2 separate regions of the Oryzias latipes genome follow, and region 2 is linked to region 1. Evidence: chromatin contacts called from public Hi-C data. All regions are on one chromosome and are shown on one strand. Each heading gives the region's core, a stretch centred on a gene start, on an enhancer-like site or on the middle of the called end of the contact. The rest is flanking DNA. Distances are from core to core; before and after follow the strand shown. Region 1 overlaps LOC105355847. Region 2 holds the start of jag1 (protein jagged-1).

Evidence for each region. A called contact is a pair of places that touch in the nucleus more often than the background predicts.
Region 2: a Hi-C map of embryo shows a contact between it and region 1, with 2.4 times the contacts expected there. The contact joins the promoter of jag1 here to the enhancer-like site in region 1. A contact is called at or near these places in 2 of 5 Hi-C or Micro-C datasets (both in embryo).

The regions. Positions count from the first base shown.
Region 1 is chr15:27,703,445-27,708,905 of ASM223467v1, reverse strand. It overlaps LOC105355847, which reads left to right. Exons shown (of 20, transcript XM_023963415.1): 20 at 1-462. Among protein-coding and RNA genes, the nearest start is that of btbd3, 25 kb to the right of the region's middle. Within about 2 kb of position 2,610, at least 1 of the 8 cell types and tissues checked has an H3K27ac peak or open chromatin away from gene starts, as enhancers often do. A contact at or near this core is called in embryo, where this site is marked.
Region 2 is chr15:27,820,933-27,826,393 of ASM223467v1, reverse strand. jag1 (protein jagged-1) reads right to left here and starts at 3,040. Exons shown (of 26, transcript XM_011484700.3): 1 at 2,549-3,040; 2 at 2,101-2,412. The coding sequence starts at 2,605.

The DNA of each region.
Region 1 (5,461 bases), core at 1,361-3,860:
TCAAGACTCACTCAGTACCTCAGGCCACTTTTTTCTATCTTCTGTTGATGAGTTTTTGCATTGCGTTGCTTAACTTTCCTCTTAAACACTTAGCGTCTTTCAACTGCAGCCCCTTAATCTCAAGATTTCATCATTTGGTTCAGATATGATCTTATCCACACCTTAATCGTAGCAAGACTTAGTTCGAATTTTATCGCTCTGATAACCTTCTCTGACGTGTCATTACATATTTCCCATGATATAAACTCTTCACAGAAAGTTTTTTTTCCCCCTTAATTCTGTCCAACCTCAGAGACCAGAAACAGGAATTTGAGGATTTTGCTTCACTGGAAGGAAACTAAGACTTGATCTATGGAAACTCTGAACAATGTTTATTAGTTTGTTTGTATTTTTGTGTTATCGTGTTACATTTGTGTTTGTGCAGAAAATATACATGCATTTTTTTAACTCCACTGGTTGCAAGTTCTGTAACATAAAACAATAAGTGTTTTCATTTTGAAACTTGATTTAAAAACAAAGTCTTGTCCTCTTGTCTTGTCCAAACTTGTCCTGTCCAACAGCTGGGCAGACAGATGAGAGCTGAAGGCCTCTTGTGTTTGACATGTTATACTTTAACAACAGGGTTTATGAATCTTCTGGCAAACCAGAGGTATGTCTGAATAAACCCCTTTTGGAATCGAGGCCAAACTTTATTTATTTTAATCATATTTGAAAATCTTTTGTGTTTGACCGGACGGAAAAGGAAAGGAAGGAGGAAGAGAGAGGATGTTAGAGAGGGGGGGGTAGGATGGGTGATTATAGGGGGGGGGGGGGGGGGGGGTAAAACCATAAAGCAGCATAAAGCAACAAGTTGCTGGATGGTTATCAGGTCAGATGTAATACAAATTTAGAAGGGGCGGGGCCTGTCCACACACACACTCAAATGTTATAAACACACCTATTGGCTCCAAAAATGTTCACATGTCAACATGTACACAATACAAATATCGTTCACACACGCATACCTATGCCTTCAAACCAACAAGTGTGAAATATTTCATTCAATCACGCAAAATATTAGTGCAAAGGTGAGCTAACACCTGTGCTCAGGTAAGTGTTTGTTCTTCTAAAATGGATGATGGAATGTAAAAAGAAGGAGGAGTGCCCAGCCATCCCCACACCAAGACCCCCGCCGCAGAAGGTGCAGCAGCCAGAACCCCGAACGCCCGCACAGCAGCAGGTAGAGAACAACCGCCCCCCCGGGTGATTACATCTGCCACCGAGGCCAGGGCCAGCAGGACCGCCACGGGGGCCCCCCAAAGCCAGAGAGCAGGGAGGCATGGGGGGACAGAGAGTGCAGCTCCAGCTCAACCGGAATTGGCCAAAGACTTGACTGAAATAAAAATAAAAAATAAAAAAATTGATTTTAATTTATAGAAAAAGAATGAAGACATTACTTAGATTTGAGATCAAATAAATGAGACCCGCAGCAAGGGGAGATGTTTGCCTTTTTTCCCTCACTTTTTATTAACATGCCTGCACGAGTTTTGCTATGGAATCCACCTGAAAATCAAAATAAATCTGACATCTGGAAACGCCTCAGTAATGGAAAATATTCTCCTTCGTGAAGCAGCCGATGATTTTGAGTGAAAGAGATGATACAGAAGCTATCAAATCCTGACCCTGCAGCTCTAAGAAGGATGAGGCCGGTTTCCCTAAAAAACAGAATAAATCACTGGTCAGTCACCAAAATATTTGACTTAATTTGTGACCAAATCCTGCTAATGACAGAAAAGGCATTTCTGCTCACCAAACAAAGCCACGGGAGGGAGGAGTTTGATTCTGGCAAGCTGGAGATTTGAACTACTTAGTCACAGGCATGGGAAATGGAAGTGAACCACGTCACAACATGTTCATCTATCCACTGACACAGATGAACCATAATGACATACCTCTGAGAGCAACAATAGTCCGAAAAGTGATCCAAAACCACAGAGCGGTGCAATAGCAGGGCGTGGACTCATACTCGGAAAGAGGAAGAGGCGACACAAAATGGGAAAGGGGGGAAAGAAAAATTAGCGCATAAAGATCGTGCTCAGTGTCAAAACAACTGTGCAAGAAAGCGAGCCCAGTCTGATCTGTAGAGTAGAGAAACTCACGGCTCAGTAAAACGAAGCCGCACCGAAAAGAGGGAGAGAATGTGTCATGGAAATAAATTAACACTGGAGAAAATGAGACAAAATCCTATAAACGCCACTGCTGGCAAGACTAGAAAGACGCAGCAGGATTCCCAGTGACCAAAACACCCAGAATACACACTCTGAAGCTTTGATAGTCCGGCCATAAACCCGTGCTTGTCGTCAAGAAGCACGAGAGCCACCGCAAAACCGTCCTTCAGAGAAGCTGTTCCGAGGACCAGCCAAGCACAGAACATCTGCAATAGGTTTCAGCTGCACGGCAACATCCTCCCATACGACCACGGCGCCTCAGGTTGCTGTACCTGACACACCGTGGCACAAAGCAGCTAAGACTGCATCTGGTTTGGCTTAGCAGCCTCGCTGCAGCTCCATCAAGTACACACCGATAAGCTGGGAGGAGAGTCCGGTGTGGCTGGATTTCTCCCCGTCAGTCTGCCAGCCGGCCACGGCTCTTCACTCTTCAACCCCCCCCCCACCACCACCTCTCTTCTGCAACTCTCTAACCACCTCCTGACATTTAAGGGTGCCTGGCATCCGTTTGAAGTGGGAGATGGGGCATTAGCTCTGGTTTCCTGCCCTAATCCCACACAAGCCAATAAAATGCTCACAGGTCTGAAGTGAACTAAAGGAATTCCTGTTCAAACAAATAAGATGGGCGTTCAGCCCCTTTGTGGCAAAAGAATGCAAAAACTACGGCACATCTCAGTGTAATGCTTCCCTTTTCTGTTTGACCTCAGCTTGTTGGGTAACTTACAATCACTTAGATGATAATAATAGAATTTTCTCAGAATCAGATGTTTCTAGTTCTGCACAGCATTAGGCTTCTGCAGCCTCCAGCTTCTTATATTTCAGTAATCGCTCCAGAGGAGTGAAGGCTGCAAAGGTCACGCTCAAATCTCTGGGGCTTTGGATTTCATTTTGCTGAGGTGGAAATGGAACTTCAGCCTTTTCCTCTGGCCAATCTCACACGAAGCAGCTGCACCAGGTACTTAGGGGAGCATCCCCAGAAGAATTTATGAGGTGACCCTTCTCCTGGTCGACGCAGCACTGTTGCATGACCTCTGCACCTGGTGGATGCTGGAAGAGCGTGAGCGAGTGCCGCCATCTGCTGGCAGGCGCACAAAAATCAACAAAGAGAAAAGCTCCAAAAGATTTTTTTTTCTTCAGATTTCTCTATAGATAAAAAGTTGATCAGATCTGATCAATTTAAAATATTAAATCTGTAATTAATAAGAATCAAGCTTAAAGCAGAAAGAGTTATAATACAAAAAATACAAACTAAACTTTTCAACAAAATAATGAAAAAACACACATGCTAAAAGCTAACTTTTATGCACTTTTGTGTGTTTTTCTCATTTTAACTGCAAAATTTTAACAGCATAACTGTGCCGGTTAAAATAATGTCCACTGACGGTGTCGTTACATATTCTTTTGTCTGTTTAAACACGTAGGTATACTCCAGTAGAAATACACTTCCCTGCAAAGAAGTAAAAGGTTTTTCACAGAAAATCTGCAGTTTGTGTTGATTTAAACACACTGCTTTTGTTGCCACATGCCCAATCAGCCAGCATTTTGCAGCCAGATTATTGAGATTAGAGAAATCCGGTAATTACACAGCTTTCCCTTTTTCCCAGTGACCCCGGCATGACTTAATGTAAATGTGAACCAGACGTTCTACTATTCTGCACGGGCAGAAAAACAAGACAATAAGGTCAAAACGAGATAATCATCCATCATTTGTGACTTTAATGTGGGTTTAATTCTCAAAAATGACTGTGTCGGCTGGAGTGTGCAGCGTAAAAGCTGCTGAGAGACATTTTAGCACTCCCTGCTGCTCATTTACAAGGATAATGAAAATGCCATTAGGATTAGGTCGAAGGTGTGCTCAGAGATAAATGCGTCTGTAAGATGGCTCTGCAAAGCCGCGCCAGCAGCACCTGACAAAGGTCAAAATTAATGTCACTTTTTTCCCACCTTTAGCCAAAAACGACCTGTGTCTCTTTTTTTTGTTGCTGCTGTGAAAGGTTTAATTAAAGCAGACTGATGGAAAAAGATGATTGTGCAACACTATTGGAGAGAATTGATAATAGGAAGAAAAAAAATATCATTAAAAATATGTTGATAGTGCATCTGGAGACTGTTAAACCTCTGATGAACTGTGGCTTTATCTCTTCCACGCAGGTTTTGAGCTTACTTGTGTAATAAAAACTCACACTGAGCGTCTGACTCATTTTTAAGCCTCCAGGCAATTTCTGCCAACTCTTTTCGTACCACCTGGGCGTTGAGGTAACTTGTCAAAACAGTAGAGGAGGATAGAAGAACAGGGGAAATCCACTGAGTGTGAATGTTAATTGGTTTCACTTTTTCCTGCTGCTGGAAGGAAGGAAAAATTATTTTCTATTAATCGGTCAGAATCAATTTCTGGCTGAGTTATAGCATTAAGATAACAAAGTGAGAGCCTGCTTTTTCATTTTTTTCCTTTGAGTCATAAAAATGATTTAGCGTTGAGAGGAGATGACTGCACAGGCTGCACATGCTTTTCCCAGTGTTCCTCTCTAGGTGGCAGTAGAAGTCTCAGTATTCGCCTGGTGGGCTACATGAAACAGTAAACACTCAGTTATTTTTGGTAAAGCCCAACACTTGCTTCTCCAGCATCCCTGTTTAAAGACTGCCGAGCAGATCCGATGCTGATTCCTTCCTCCCGGATGGTTTGGAAAGTAGGCCAAGGCGCCGCTGATCCTCATTTGCCATAACAGGTTTGACACAAGCAGCAGAGAGCGCTTCAAGTTGAAAAGTGAGGTGCAATATGTGCACGTTTATGATGCCATCTGATGCTGCGCTTGTGGAAAATCAGAAGCCATGATTGCATTACCGGCAACATTACCAAGGCGCTTCAGACTACAATCTGCTGTGTTGGGCTTCGGATCCTATCCAGCAGCCGAAGGCGACGTTAAAACACAACATCTGTGCGGGGATACTTGTTGCTTTTAATGCCTGAGTCACAAAAACACTGCTGTCATGAAGGGAAACGATGCAGTCTGCTGCTGGAGTCGCCAGACAAACACAGAATCCTTCAATTGGCTTCACTCTGTGGCACAAGCATGGAAATAAAAGGATGTATGTGGAGCGTTTGATGGTGAGTGAACAGGCCAGAGAAGATGGAGGAAGCACACCGGGGGAATGATGAGAGGAAATGATGCGCATGATGAGTGCTGAATGCTTGGCCAGTGGGACAAACCCTGTCAGACTGTCTGCTAAATGGGTGGAAGACAGGAAAACCACTG
Region 2 (5,461 bases), core at 1,791-4,290, 120 kb before region 1:
GGCGGCACTTTTCCTGAAGGCTGAGCGTACTATTGTTCTGCGACACACCTGATTTGAGTTCTCAGACTCATCAACAAATCAATCAGGACGTCCCGACACAGAGAAGCCTGACAGCATTATTTATGATTAAACATACGCAGAAGGAAACTACGCAGTGTCACTGAGACACAATTAGAGGAGGGTGGACTCGTCTTGTGATGAAAGGAACCGCTCCAGCTTTGACAGAACACGGTCAGTCAACGTTTTTATTTCACACGTGGGAAAATACGCTGAGGTGGCCAAAGAGGCAAGGTCACAGTCTGCCACAAAGTCAACTTCATCACTGCTGAGTCTACGACAACTGCTTCCTGTTGCTCGTCCTACGCTGGCATTACAGCTGCACTGCCTCCATTATGCTCCATAATCCTCACTGTAGTCACAGAGGGCACGCCATTGTTCCCGCTTGATACACTGTGAGGGCCACTGGAGCCGGGACCCTCACTCCTCTGTAGAATAAAAGCCTGAAGCAGAGTCCCTAAAACACCAGCTTTCTTTTGTCAAAGATGTCCATCCATTCAGTTCAGCTGGACGCTTGGCTCTTGCCCTACCTGATCTAAGCGCATGTGTGCAGCCTCATTAAGTGCAGCAGTTACGGTGGGTGGCAAGGTTAAAGCGATGAAATGCCTGGGGTCCAACCGAGCATGACTTAAACAAAGCCCTTTGCCTGGACAAGAGGCCAACTTCATGCAGCTCACAAGAGAGGATGAAGGGTAGAGGAGGGGGAGGGCTTCATGAACTCTGAGGACCCAACAGCCCAATTGCACCACACCGCCATCTGTCCACAACAACCAATCAACTGATGAAAAGGACAAAGAGTGATATCATACCTAACCTGACAATTGTTAATGTGCACTGAAGTAGAGCACTTGAAGTGAAGGATCATAGAATCCGGGTCTTTTCCCCCAAATCTCGTCCCAATTCATTTTTTGTTTAAGCATGCTCACTGAATTAGAAGGTTGAAATTCAACAGCTAAGCAATTTCGACTCTTGGGGTTAGAATGCAAGTGTCCTGTCAATTTCAAAACCTCTCCAGAGGGACTAATTCCCAAAATCCAAGATGAAACCAGTCAGCCAGCTCCAGCTCAAGTAGGCTTTATGTTGCTATGGCACGAACATAAACAGAAACCCTTATTTAAAAAAAAAAAATGTGTGAGACGATCCCATTTAATGGGAATACAATACCACATCTGACAATATCAGTTTACTCACAAAAAAACCCAAAAAGTCATTTTTTCCTTCAGAAAAATGAACCTGGAGGATAAATCAGAAACTTTTAGGAGTTTTTCAGCCCAGTACAATGCTCAAAGTCGCATCAACAACATCCACAAGATAGGGGGTAAAAATAGCCTTGATGTAATTGGACACACACATACCAGCAGACCCTGCCTTTCAGCTATCAGGCACAGTGGAGGAGTTTGTGGGCCAAGTTGTGGGGCCAGTCAGTCTGTGAACAGTCCTTTTTTTTTTCACTGCACAGAAATGTGCTCCAGCATGGCAAATCATCTCCCTCACAGGGCTCCAACACTCCCACAGGCCTGTCAGGCCCATTTATTCAGCTCCACAAGAAGAGCTGACAGTTAAAGAAACCAGAAAGTTGGTTTGCGCACTGGAGTTGCTGCACTGTGCAACACCACCAGCTGCCTGGGAGACTGATGAGGAGGAGGAAAAGTCTGCAAGAACTTTTCATCTCACTTATTGCATGGAGCCAAGCAATGCTGACATGTTTAAAACAAGCAGTTTGCATAAAGGAAGTTTCTACCACTTTAGACCTGATGGTCTCAGTAAAGCACAGCCTGGTTTAGAGGCAGGTTTGACACCCTGTATGTGGACAGGTCTAGGCCTGATGGGAACGTTTCTGCACCTGGTGGATTAGCGCAGGTAATGAGGAGCCATGGGGCCTTTCTCATCAAGGACTGAATAGTTTGAGGTAGTTGGGATTTCTATGCACCTTTTTTATTAGGGTGATTGGCAGGTCTTCTCAGCTAACTGTCATACAAAAAGGCTTTTATTTTCTTTAAAAAAAAAATTTTTTTGTGGGGGGGATATTATGTCTCCACTCACCGGCCAGGCAAAAGAGAAGGGCAAAACTATCAAGGATTCCGTGATGTCATTCCCCACTGCGCTCTTGAAAGAAAACGTATTCCCTCCGAGGACCGGCGTGGATCCCACTCCGAAGCTGCACGGCCCCGCGGCGGAAACCCGCGACTGGTATTCCTTCAGACACACTTTGAAAAACGTATCGCACTCGTCCCGCGTGCACTTCCTATCCGCGGCGTTCCGCGTGCCATCACAGCACAGGCCGTTCTGCAGCTCCCCGTTGGCGTTGTGCATCGACAGGATCTGGATCTCGAACTTGCCCGTTCCCTCCGACACCTGCAGGGAGACACAGAGGTGAGCGCAGCGGAAACTTTGATCTGTGCAGGTATGGGGGCGCGCGCAGGCAGCGGTTCATCCGTGCGCCTGGCTGAACCGGGTGACCTCCGCCGCTCACGGCAGCAGATTCACGTACCTTGAGGAGGAAGCAGAGGAGAAAGGCGGCAGCCACCGAGCCCCGTCTCCAAACCATGCCTCCGGACTGCTGTCGCCACTCGTTTGTACTAGTCTTCTGGCCGGGACACGGCACCACAGCTCCCCGCTGGTTTACGCATGCACAAGTGGGAAACCACACTTTCACAAGAAGCGGAGCACGGGAGTCATAGAAGACCTGTTCCTCGTGCGCCCCACGGCCGATCCGCGCGCCTGCTCTCCCGGTTATCCGACAGTGTCCACTTGTTGCTGAGGAAAGTTTACGCAGAAGCCATGCGGCTGCCGATCCCACCGCTCACTGACTGACTGCTGGTCGGAGCTGGAGTTCAGCTTCACAAGTTCAGGGAGGGATCACGGAGGGCCCCGGGCCTTAATATTCATGAGACCCGCCCCTCCTTTCTGATCAGGACAATCACAGCCAAGGCTGAAGACTTAAAAAAAAGCTGAGGAGAAAAGATAGTTTAGGAAAACCTCATTTTACCAAATCTAAATTCATAATTCTATTGACATTTTTGTAACATTTACAGCTTGTAAAAACTTTAAAGTATGAACATCTATATTTTACATTCTCTACATAATCCGGTTTCAAATCTGCATCCATCAAGGATTTTACCGTAGAATCATGTGAAAACTGACCTTGGATGGAAAAAAAAAAAAGAAAAGAAACTTAATCAAAAGAAAAATGCTGAATGTGGGAATTCTGGGCATTTGGTCCTTGTGGAAAAATGCAGTAAATGTAGGAATGCAAAAGGGGAAGTTTCAATGTTTGGAATCAGCTCTGCAGAGGAAAATCTGCAAAATTCATACACAATAAATCTAAAGTGAACAAAAAACAAAAATTTAGGATCCTAAGGTTCTTACTTTAATTGTTTAAATGCTCATCTGTTATTGCCATATGATCCCAATTGTTTCTGAGAAAAACGTTATTTTTCTTTCTTAAAAGATCGCAATTTTCCGCCAGGCCACAGTTGAAAATAAGAACTTTTTTTCTTAACTAATCTTGCCCGAATAATGATGAAATAAAAATGACCACAATTAAAACAATCCAATGGGAGCGTCATGTCACAGATGTTCCTCTGTGCTAAACCAAGGAGAAACTTCCACACAAGCAGAGATGTTTCCAAATGTTTTCCCTGAGCAACAGGAGTGTGAAGACCTGAGTTCAGGACTGATGTGGTCCTACTTCCTGGTTCTGGATGGCAGCATCAGCTCATCAGTCCAGCTACGTTTCAGGAATTGAACCTGTTGGAGATGAAGCATAGTTAAGTCTTTCTAGTTCTGGTTTAGACTGTTTCTCTTTAATTTTGACAATGCTTTTATCCCATTATAGTGCTAATGATGGTATAGATGTGAAGGTTAAAGTTCAAGTCAATAATTAACACCCAGATTTCTCTTGACCAAAGATGATTCAGTCTAATATAAGCAAAAGTAGTCGACTAATTTTTGTTCCCGCTCTGTTTCTCTTAACTTTTGAGGGTAATGCTTATCTTCATCCTCTGTAAAATATCTGCAGCTGGTTTTAATGTACGCTAGATTTCATGTAGAAACCATTCAGATGTGAGATCAATTTTCCCTTAGCCCATGACCGTCAAAGTGGAAGCTACAATTTTCTAAATGTTTTTTCTGTTAAATGCAGTTTTCTTCTATTTGGAAGTTGAAGGCATCAAAGTCTTCTTCTGTTTCCTCGCTGGATCTTTTCTGCTAAAAGAAACTTTCCAAATATGTTTGTTTCTTGTTGACTTTGGTAGCTTGAAGGTTTCAATTTAACGGCTGGTGCAGCCGCCCCAAGGATCTCGGAAACGTGACTGAGCGACTTAACATGTGTCAAGAATGAGTTGGATGTGGTGGTTACCAGTAGTTTTTCAAAATAAAACCTCCTTCCAAGTCAGATTAGAAAACAAAATGGAAAAAATGTAGGTTTTGTTTTTCCTCCCATCTGCGGCCGAATACCAAACGTCCCATGTACAGTACGGTTCTGCAACCAGGGGTCTGGGGACCACTGGTCTATACTATAGTATCCTTGCTATACTTATACTCAAGTGTACTTCATAAAATAAACTTATTGCTAAGGGTGGTTGAAAAAAAGTCACTATATTCCAATTAACTAGTCAAACGAATAACGCACCAGAAAAGATGTCTCTTTGAAAGAACTCATTAATATTCATTTTATGTTGATGTGGTCACTGATACGCCTCCTCTGGTGTCAAAGGACAATTATGGCCAGGTGTACTTGCGAGACGGTAATCTGTGATCTAGATCAGTGATTGAGGCTCCACACACACAACGCCCTGTCAACGGTGATTTGTGCCAGACCAATTACACAGGTCATTCAGTGGGTCACGGCCACGGAACCCAGTTGGGAACTTTGGCATTGCACGGTGAACGGCGAATCAATCAGTAACAACGCAACGTTTCGCCACCACCCTTTACAGCTCTTTATGAGGGTACCGTGCCTCTCAGATGTATGCCTTCACACCTGATAAGCAGAGAGCGCTCACATTTTGTCTCAGGTTTTTCTGTGAAACTATGCAATAAAGACAGTTGTTTTCAGTGAAGCCACAAAAGATCTTCAGATGCATTCGAGATATGAGCCAGAAGCTCAACGCGGATCCAAATCAGTCTTTGTTTCTTCTCTGCTGTAAAATCATTATTCTTCACTTTCAAAGGGGAAATCGGATTGTTTCCTCCATCTTAAATCAGTGCAGTCGATTTTGAAATGTCACATTTCCTGTGGTTGAACTTCAAGACGAAGGATGCCCCCCCCCCCCAGTCTCTGAGCTGATAGACATCTCAGGTTACAGGCCTCGTTGAAATGCAGCCTTTGGGTAATTAGGGTTAATAAGAGTCGTTTTTAACCTTTTGCAAGGTTTCTCTTTTTTTTGTTGCCCTTTCACTC